Regions from separate parts of the Mus musculus genome. Here region 2 is linked to region 1. Evidence: chromatin contacts called from public Hi-C data. All regions are on one chromosome and are shown on one strand. The core of a region is the stretch at or near the end of the contact, and the rest is flanking DNA. Distances in the headings are between cores, read along the strand shown. Region 1 holds the start of Gm41014 (a long non-coding RNA gene). Region 2 overlaps A830009L08Rik (RIKEN cDNA A830009L08 gene).

The links. Hi-C and Micro-C count contacts between places; a contact is called where the count stands out from the background.
Region 2: a contact with region 1 is called in a Hi-C map of cerebral cortex, with 2.6 times the contacts expected there. The contact joins two enhancer-like sites. A contact is called at or near these places in 5 of 484 Hi-C or Micro-C datasets (Sertoli cells, cerebral cortex, embryonic stem cells and 2 more).

Annotation. Positions count from the first base shown.
Region 1 is chr13:91,272,709-91,278,034 of GRCm38.p6, forward strand. It overlaps Gm41014 (a long non-coding RNA gene), which reads right to left and starts at 5,304. Exons shown (of 3, transcript XR_873719.2): 1 at 5,227-5,304. Within about 2 kb of position 2,088, at least 27 of the 459 cell types and tissues checked have an H3K27ac peak or open chromatin away from gene starts, as enhancers often do. A contact at or near this core is called in cerebral cortex and uterus, where this site is marked.
Region 2 is chr13:91,364,148-91,369,232 of GRCm38.p6, forward strand. A830009L08Rik (RIKEN cDNA A830009L08 gene) reads right to left here. Exons shown (of 3, transcript NR_045161.1): 3 at 4,843-5,085. Among named protein-coding and RNA genes, the nearest start is that of A830009L08Rik, 21 kb to the right of the region's middle. Within about 2 kb of position 1,259, at least 100 of the 459 cell types and tissues checked have an H3K27ac peak or open chromatin away from gene starts, as enhancers often do. A contact at or near this core is called in cerebral cortex and uterus, where this site is marked.

The sequences.
Region 1 (5,326 bases), core at 838-3,337:
AGACCTGCCACAGGTGATTGACAAAAGAGAGGAAGCAATGTGTGGAAGTGGAAAGTGAACCCTGAGGATTCCTGGCACGGGGTGCTCATTCTGACTTTGGGGATGCGTGGAAGATAAACCAGGGGAGGTAGGCAAAGGCTAGCTCAGTAGGATTCTGTGCTCAGCCAAGGAGGTTAGAGCCATGAGGAGCCATTGGCAGACTTTAAAGTAAGGAAATGACATATGTTAATTCCTTTGGGAATTACTGGGCCCCGCTGCCTGCCTGGCATTGGGTGGAGTTATCCATCAGCATCACCTGGAGAGCTGATGGCTCTCTGCTAGGGTCATTCATGGAATAAAATTTTGTTTCTTTATCCAATGGATTTTTTTGTTTTGTTTTGTTTTTTCGAGACAGGGTTTCTCTGTATAGCCCTAGCTGTCCTGGAACTCACTTTGTAGACCAGGCTGGCCTCTAACTCAGAAATCTGCCTGCCTCTGCCTTCCAAGTGCTAGGATTAAAGGCGTGCGCCACCATGCCCAGCTATCCAATGGATGTTTATAGAGGTATGAAAATGAATGAACCATGGGCATAACTGAATGCTATATAATTAATGCTATATAATTGAATTTCTATAAAAATCAAAAGCAAACCAAAACTAATTTGTGGTATTGGAATCAGGATTTGGGCTTCCTTGAGATATGAGGATGAGCCTGGACTAAAGAGAAACTTCTAGAATGCTAAATTACATCATTTCCTCTTTTTCCTCTCTCCCTCTCCCTCTCATGTACCTTACCCCTTGCTCGATCTTAAATTCATGGCCTGTCTCTTATACTTTAATGCCTGGCATTGGAAATCTAGCCAAGTACCTGGGTCCTCAGTAGAGGTCATGAACTTTGGAGAACTTACAACTGCCATTTTACTATACTAGAACAAAACAATCCCTATCTGAATTCTAAATATTTGTCCTTCTACCCACAGATAAATATAGTTCTCACCCCTCAACAAAGAAATTGCTCCTTGCAATAGATGGGAGACTGTTGCAGAAAACAACCACTGACCAAAAGGCTGAGAACAAGAGATTGTGTGGTGCCCAGCCCCAATGATATTGTCTTTTAAAAAAAATTATCTCTTAAGTTCTGATGTATAGACAAGCTAGCAGGTTACTACTGCTGAAGGGTATGCTTAGACTATAGACAGATCAAAACACATTGGTCCTACGTTTCTTTACAGGGAGAACCATCTGAACAAAAGAGCAGAGTACTAAAATTATCTGAGCAGTGAATGCTGCTCAAAGACAACCAGGTAGTTGTTGCAAGGGTAGGGTGACACCATTTTACTGACTTACTTGTTTTTATCAGTTTGCCTGTGTGTGTGTGTGTGTGTGTGTGTGTGTGTGTGTGTGTGTGTGTGTTAACCAGATAGTTTCGGGTGATTTACTACTGAGCTATATCTCCAGAAAAGATCATTCACTCTAGGGAAATTATATATATATATATATTACAATTTTTATAATTGTTTTTGTCTGTGATGTCCAGAACAGCCTGGAAGGAGCTGAGCACATCAAGAAGGGCTGAGCACAGTATCCAAGCACAGGATGCTGGCAGATGGCTGGAGAGAGGACTGAGGGATGCTGAAGAGTGGGAAGACTGTTTTGAAACTGCCACATGGCTTATGATGGGCGTCACTAGGAAGGAGGAAAACACTAAAAGAGCAAGAAAGGAGAAGTGACTCTACTGCTAGGATGGAATTTGCACTTCAGATACAAGCTGCTGCTCACTGACAGAGAAACTAGTCTACCAGATACCTGAATTGCAAGGAAAGTTGCCATTTCATAGATGGAAAACACAACAAGAAAACAGTAATATTTCAAAATGTCAAGTCACGCCAGCACCTCAGATGTGGGGTTCCTTTACTGCTGTTACTTTAAAAATAATTGTGTTTCATTAAAAACTGGAAACCTCCTCTCTGTCCCCACACCCCTCCTCTCAGGCCCTGGGATTTGCCAAAAGTCAACTACCGTAACAATGGTGAAAGGGGGTAAGGAGGCCCTCCTCTAGCCAGGGCCTCTTGCCAGGGACAGCAGTGCTCCTTCTCTGGCACTTCTTGTGCACAAAGGACTCTCCAGCTTTGAGTGGGAAGTCTGAGACAAGACAGAGCTGTGAACGCGCTCATGAGGGCTGTGCATTGCAAGCTCTGGCCGTTGTTTCCTTCTGTGTATGCTGTTTGTTTATTTATTTATTTCCTGACCAATGAAAACTCAGTGCACGACAAAGGGGTGTTCTTTCCTCCCACAAGTGTTGGACAAGCTAGCAAACGGCTACAGGAAGTCTTTTTCCGATAGTTTTCTCTTTGTGTGTTTTTAAATCTAGGAGTAATGAGTTTCCTTATGATGTTTCCAAACCTTCTTTGCTTTTTCCCTTCCTGGTCCCTGTCCTACTAATCCCCTCCTACCTACATGGCGTTCTGCCTTCTTCCAGTGCTTCTCAAGCCTTGGTGTGGGGACAGTTGTGGCTATATTAGAGTTCTTTGAGGTTAACTTAGAACTACAGACTTCCCAATCACACCTTAGACTGTGGAGTTTGGCCTTAGAATCTGCATCTTTAGCCAGGTACACCTTTACTCTCAGAACTCAGAAGGCAGAGGCAGGTGGATCTCTATGGGTTTTGGTTAGCCTGGCCTACATAGTGAGTTCCAGTGAGATCTCTCTATTGAACACTGCCCTTCCCCCTACCAGAAAAAGAATCTACATTTTAAACTTCTAACTGGTTATTTCTCACATTCAACATAAATAGACCTTTTTATAAACTTAGAAGGTGACCTCATTCAAACATAAAGACTTAGAAGTATGTGAATCTTAGAGTGAGTGTGGCAGTAGTCACCTGTGGTCCCAGCTATTCCAGATGCTAAAGGAGACAATCATTTGAGCTCAGAAGTTCGTAGTCAGCCTAGGTGGCACAGTGAGAATTTGTCTCTAAACAAAACACAAAACCAAAACGAATCAAACTAAAATATAGAGGTGTATATGTTCTACAGCATTTACTATAAAATAAAATAGACATTGTTAGCATTCTGTCTAAGCTCTGCCCCACAGTTGCCTGGCAACAGCCAGGTATGCCTGACTTACTATAAAAGGGGCTGCTTGCCTGCTCTTCATTCTCTTGCTTTCTCTTAATCTTGCTTTCCCTCCTCCCCTCTCTCCCCATTCCCTTCCCCCTCTCTCTCCACGTGCTCATAGATAGCCTCTACTCTCTTTCTCTCTCTTCTACTATCATCTTACCTTCCTGCCCCAGGCCCTAAATAAACTCTATGTTATACCATCATGTGGCTGGTTCCTTACTGGGAAGGAATGCCTCAGCATGGGCCTGCTGAGACACCCCTTTCCCGAATACCTGACTACACCTTCATAGAACATATCCCCCCTCTCTTTATCTTTTTATAAATACATCAGACATCACACCAATTCATTGATGACTTGTTTTAGAATATAACAAAAATGTGAACACAAAGCTCTAAGGGTAGACAGAGAAATGGAGTTATAGCTTAATGCCAGGGATAGAGACAGAAAGGGCCACTCATTCCCTGTAAATTCAGTAATTGGGAGGTTAATAGAGAAGGACTGTCATGAGTTTGAGGCTAGCCTGGGATACTAAGTAAAACTCTGTCTCAATAAATCATAAATAAACGTTAGTGCTTGTCTTAGTCAGGGTTTCTATTCCTGCACAAACATCATGACCAAGAAGCAAGTTGGGGAGGAAAGGGTTTATTAGCCTTACACTTCCATACTGCTATTCATCACCAAGGAACTCAAGCAGGTCAGGAAGCAGGAGCTGATGCAGAGGCCATGGAGGGATGTTCTTTACTGGCTTGCTTCCTCTGGCTTGCTCAGCCTGCTCCCTTATAGAACCCAAGACTACCAGCCCAGGGATGGTCCTACCCACAAGGGGCCTTTCCCCCTTGATCACTAATTGAGAAAATGCCTTACAGTTGGATCTCATGGAGGCATTTCCTCACCTGAAGCTCCTTTTCCTGTGATAACTCCAGTTGTGTCACGTTGACACAAAACTAGCCAGTACAGTGCTACAAGGAGGTACCTCATGATAAGGTCACACTTTTGTTGTGTCCAATCCAGAATGTCACATTTATCCCTCCTCATGAGTTTACACCATATGCTCTTCAGGAATCATTAGCACCTGTTTGTAGACTCTTATTGAAGAAGTCAGTTCAGACCCAGTGGAAAATTCCACCTGACCCCTAAGCATGTAGACCCCACCCCTCCTGGAAGAGACAGGTCAGAGAGCACATAGGCCAGAAGGGAGAGGCTGATTAAGCCCCTACTAGCTCATTCCCTAAAGACCAATCAGTTTAAAGGGTGCACTGTTCCACCAATCATATTGTGCCTAGTTGCTGATGCTCTATTCCACCACTGGAAACTGTATAAAAACTTGTCGAACAGGCTGCCCAGGGTCACCTCTCCTTTGGGTCTGGGATGACCCCAGGGCGCTGGAACAATAAATTCCTCTTGGTTTTGCATCAATCCCTGTCTCCACGTTGTTCACTCAGGGGTCCCCTGTAATTAAGGCTCGTCAGAGTCTTATATTATCAAGCATGTCTGTTTTCAGTTTATACAATCCATGGAACAGCACGGAGGCTCAAATGTAAACTGTTGGTACTTCCCTGTATCCTAACTGGAGATTTGTGTCACTTTAAGTGTCCCTCAGCAGTGCGCCAAAGGACCCAATGGACAAAGTGGTGTTTACTGGAGGCTTCCTGTTGCTTCTTGATTTACAGCTTTTCAGTCTACTCTCATAATGGAAAATGCCATAGTGTTTCGTTATCCTCGAGAACTTTTTTGATCTGTGTTCCCTTTAAGATTTGGTAACCTCTGATACACACAGTTTTATGTATCTATACACAGACAGCAGTGTTCTCTCAGAGGTTCAGCTCTTGGATGTGTTGCTGTGTTATTACTCACTGGGACAGCTTTCTTGGTCTTTTGAAATCTCAAAAGCAATCACAGAAGGTACTGGAATTTCAGTTAGTAAAATTTGATAAAGCCAAAAAACCCCACAGTTTTCTTTTCTTTTTCTTTTGTATTGTTTTGTTTGGTTTTGTTTGTTTGTTTGTTTGGTTGGTTGGTTGGTTGGTTGGTTTCAGATAGAAAAGCTGAACAGAGTTAAAACAACCACAAAAAGAACGAAAGCTTTAGTTAGCTGTTTTCCTTGGAGTAATATTACCTTCCTTCTTACCTAGATTCCCTCAGCTACCAACTTTCCTCTATGCCTCCAGTGTGATCAGGACATGTCCCAGGCAGGAAGCTGCACCACTGAGATCTGCAGAGAAGGAAGG
Region 2 (5,085 bases), core at 9-2,508, 91 kb after region 1:
TATCTGCTGTCTCAGCCTAGGAATTGCTGAGCTTACAGGCTTGTGCCACCATGACTGTCTGGTAGCTGTTTTCAAAGAAAAGGAAAAGCATTTCTCCAGTTAGCCATGGGAGCTGCCAGCTGAAGTCTTCCATTACTCAAGCCCAACTGGAGCCCATACTTGATTCTCTTTCTTGTTCTGTTGGCTCCAAACCATTGCCTATATTCATTCCTCCATGTCCACAAATTTCTGAAACTGCCTGTTTATCTTCCTTTAGGAGTAGGGAAGAATGGCTTCCCACCTTTTCATCCTTAAAGAAGAGCCACAGTGGCTCATAGCAATAGCAGGGATGTGTTATAGTGTGGGAGGTGGGTGGCCTCCCAGCCTTTCTTGGTTATCTCGCTGCTGTCCTGAGGCCTTTCTGTGTCTGTGTGTATGTGTGGGGGGATGTCTGTATGTCTCTATGTGTTTGTCTCTGTGTGTGAGCCTGTGTGTGTATGTGTGTTTCTGTGTGTGTGTCTGTGTGTGTGTGTGTGTGTGTGTGTGTTTGTCTGTCTGTCTGTCTATATGTGGGTGTCTGTGTGTGGGTGTCTCTCTGTGTACTTGTATGTGTGTCTCTGTCTGCCTGTGTATGTGTATGTCTGTGTCTGTATGTGGGTGTCTCTGTGTGTATGTATGTCTGTATGTGTGTCTCTGTGTGTTCTTGTGTGTGTGTGTGTGTGTGTGTGTGTGTATGTCTGTGTGTATATATCTGTGTGCGTGTCTATGTCTGTGTGTATTTGTGTGTGTCTCTCTGTGTGTGTCTGTGTCTGTGTGTGTTCCCTTATAAAATTAGTGTAAGAACTGAAAAGGAGAAATGAACTAATAGGATGGAAAGATTTTCATTCCTCTCTCAAAGAAGCCTCTCAGCTGGGCGCCCCAACATTTTATAGACATTACACAGCAGAGGGGCACTGGGGAACCCTGACCTTTGGACCCACTCGGCTCTCAGGGGTGCATGAAACTGATACACTAAGCTAGTCTGAGACATCCTATGTCACTGAAGGATACCACGCCAAGGTTTTCTCTCCAGCATGATGATGCTCTATCTCTCTCCTGCTTCCCTGAGGTGGGCCACTGGGTGTTGTCCACTCCTGGGACTGGATCCTACTTCCAGCCCCACCTCCCATAGCTCCACTTCCAGGCAGCAGGAGGCCTGAGGCTCCATCCCCACTGCTGGTGGGCTGATCAGACCTAGTGAGACAGTGCCCTGGACTGCTTGGTTCTGCTCTTTCCCAATCTGTTCAACTCACTTGCCTGCTGCCAAGACTGCTCTTTTCTGCTGGCTCTGAACCAGTAAGTGCCCTGGGCAGGGACCCAGCCTCTGGAGCCATGCCCAGTGCTTGGTCCAGTGCTTGGCCCACTGCCCAGGAGTCGTCAAGAGTCTGGTCTGGGTATGTGTCCTTTCAGCTGCTTGTCCTATAGTCTTCTCCTTGGAGTGGTAGGATGGGAGACATCCATCCTTGTCATTTTTAGCCTACCCCAAAGCTTCTTTTTGCCCTTACAATAGAAATGGGCCTGATGTAGTTACAGGCACTAGCTAATTGGGGTTCTGGGACTTTTAAAGGCATTGGGGGATTCATCGTGAGCCCTCTAGTGTTCATAAAATGTTTTAGAGGGCTTTGGGGCCCTGAGTGGTGGATTCTCCAGGAACCACAGCCTGTGTGTAGCCTCAGTTTGAATGCCTATTCTAGAACATCTCTACCCTTGAGATCATTTGGTAAAAATAACCTTTCTGAGATGGGATATTGGGGAAATAAATAAAGGCTACCTTGGGCCTTAAAGACCATGTGAGTGGCCATCAAAGCAGACAATCTGTGTCCCTAGGGTGGTATCCACCACTCCACAACCACATACTGGAGCTCCAGAGGAGGCCCGATGAGACAAAACTCTGGAGGTGGGGGTGCTTTGTAATGATAGAGAGAAGAGACAAGGAAAAGATTTACAAGGCTCCCAAGCACAGAGACTCGATACACACACACACACACACACACACACACACACACATTTGAAAGAAATCAGGAAATTATAGAAAATAAACATTCTATGTAGCCACTAGGTGGGTGGCCATCGCATGTGCTGCAGACCTCAGACATTTAAATCAGAGCAGCCTAAGCCTTCCATATCTAATTCCCAGAGGCCATCTTGAACTGAGTTAGTATTGTTTATTAACAAAACCAGAACTTCTTTTTTTTCTTTCCTAAAAGCGGCACTTGGCTTTCAGACATAAATCTATATGGAGGAAATATAACTTTTCCCCAAAATCATAAGCAAGATTTTTTCGGAACTCTGTTTCCACCTGTAAACAGCAGGATACCCAGTCTGGGTTTTTAGAAAACAAGTCTAGGTTGCAGAAAAGACAATTAGAAAAAAAAAAAATCTCATTTTACCTTATATTCAGCAGATTTGGAAAGAAAGAACTACAGGACCCCAAAACACATCGCATGCTCAAAAATAATTGCCAGAGTGAGAGACCAGCACAATCTCTGACTTGGGCACATCTGACACAGTGGCATGCCTCCCAGTTATCTCAGTGACAAGTCCTGGGCAAAGTGTCACGTGGAGCATTATTCATCTAATCCCCACTTTGCTATGAACTGGAGATACTTTCCACATTCCACTCTTCAAACGTCACTATAAAGTCTTTAAGTCACAGGAGTGAAATTAAACATCCTGCCATGGGCAATGGGAATCGAAACTATGACCCCCCTAGTCTAGGATGCAAAGCCTAGCTTCATTCCAGACCAGTTCCAGATGAAGTTAAGTCCAAGCTGTAAACTTCCCTTTACTATCTTCATGGTCAAAGAAAGTTCATGACAACTTTAGAAGGGAAAATGGCTACTCTGCTAGTGTGGTTACTAAGACATCAAACTATAATTATTATCAAGAGTTTGCTAATTTATTTAGGATTTTAGAGTATCTCCTATCTAATCTTATCATACAACGCATTCTTGGCTAAACACATAAATTATGTATCAACACAGGTTTGAGGGTTTTTGTTTTTGTTGTTGTTGTTGTTTGCTCCTGTTGTTTGTTTGTTTTGTTTGTTTTTTGTTTTTTGAGCTGCAGCAGCAAGCCTTAGACATGTGAAAACATGTTACAGGATAGACATCAAGAGCAGCTGGAATAATCTCAGATTAAACCTGGCATCTTCTCAAACAAGCACCTTCACCTAGCAGGTAGCACTAAGCACTGCTTACGGAGAACAAGCAGGAATCACACAGAGCCCGGCACACAGAGCAGGGTGCATCAGTGTCAAACATACGGAGATTTGGATTCAATAAGTTCCAAACAGAAGCAAGAATCTCCGTTCCTTCCTCCAGCCCCTCCCTCTCTCATATCCCACCCTGCTCCCAACAGGGAATGAAAATTTTGACCTAAATTTGCTAGCTTGTTGAAAATGATTCTATCTTTCTTGTTACAAACTCACTTGAAGAAAAACTGTAGAATTTTGAACTTAGAGAACCAAAAATTATCTTAAAAGAATGGATTTTTGATCATTTAAATTCACATCATATTTCTTTTCCTTTGTCTATCTGGTGTTCAATGATTTAAAAAAAAAAAAAAAAATCTAGCCTAAAGCTAACCAGCAATCTGCCTAGAAAACTTGTCTTAACAAGCTAGGAAAAAACCAAAACCAACAACAACCAAAACAAAACGAAACAACAACAGACCAATAGCCTTACCTCTGTTACAGAAGAAATATACACAAGTATTAACTTTATACAAACAAGGTTGAAATGGGTGGGGTCCTTTTATTGACGTCCAGTTGTCACTGTCATTGGGAAATGTTACAGGCAGCTTCCAGTGTGTGTAGATAAATTAGGACGAGTGGAAGTGCTGAGTAACGATGCTACTTTCTGTATACCAGCTATAAACGAAGGCCTGAAAACCCTGAGCCATGTACTTGAACCGCTAAAACAAGGGGGGAGGGGAGCCCAGAAAACTAAGAGAGAAACATGTTGAGATGGGAAATTAATGAACAGAAATGGCATTCAGGCATGTCAAAAGATAAAACAGATTTAGTTTTTGGAAAGAGATCTAAACCTAGTAAACAGGGCCAAGTCTCATGAATTGCAAAAATTACATCATGTACAATCATTTTAGCAATAAATTTATTTTAACCATCGATAACTAAAGGTGGTTATTTTAGGAGAACGGAGTCAATACATTTGTTTTCCTGAAGCAGGCAGGGGCAGTATTGTGCTACTCCTGAACTTCATAAATATTCATTAATTTTTAAAGCACTCTGGTTAGCTTTGGCTATTAGCTATACAGATATTTTGCCCTTAAATAAAAATAATTACAATAATTTCATTATTTAAAATGTAACTAGCAAAACCAAAAAAAAAAAAAAAGACTATACTTTCATTAGTAAAGTATATAATCATTAGAGAATATATATATTTTTTCAAAGGATTCTGTTCTAATTGAATTCCTGGGGTAAAATTCTAATAACCATACTGACTAAAATAACCTAAATGTAACCGAAAGTAAATTGAAAATACTTTTTAAGTCTTTTTTTCAAATGAATCTCCACTTTCAAGAATACCATAGTGACCCAATTACCTGTGACGGGACCCAGTTGTTTGCCATTCTTCTGCATTGCACCCCCAGTATTTCATAGTAGACTGTCTTCACAAGCCCAGTGCCTCCCATCCCCAAAGAATCCAGTGAACGGTTAGTGATATTTACCTTACAAAGTAACCAAAGCCAGATGCGCACAGAGCTCACGTCGCTGAATAAAGAAATTGTTTCCTTGTGATCACTCTTGAAGGAGAAACAGGAAACTATGGAAATTATTCTAGTGAAACTAGGAAATCGAAGACAGAAACGCCAACTAGTTTTATTTGTAAATAAACCCAACTGTATGAACCATGCATACCTTATTCTGCTAAAGCCCTTCAGCCTTTATAAATCAGGCTTTTTACACTATGACAGATTAACAACCAGGAGGAAATATTCCTGCATATGGAATCATAGATGGAGTCCTCCACCTCGCCTCGATTCACAGCTTTCATTGTGGTACATGTCGAGTCACATTTGTAGACTATGAAGAAATAAATA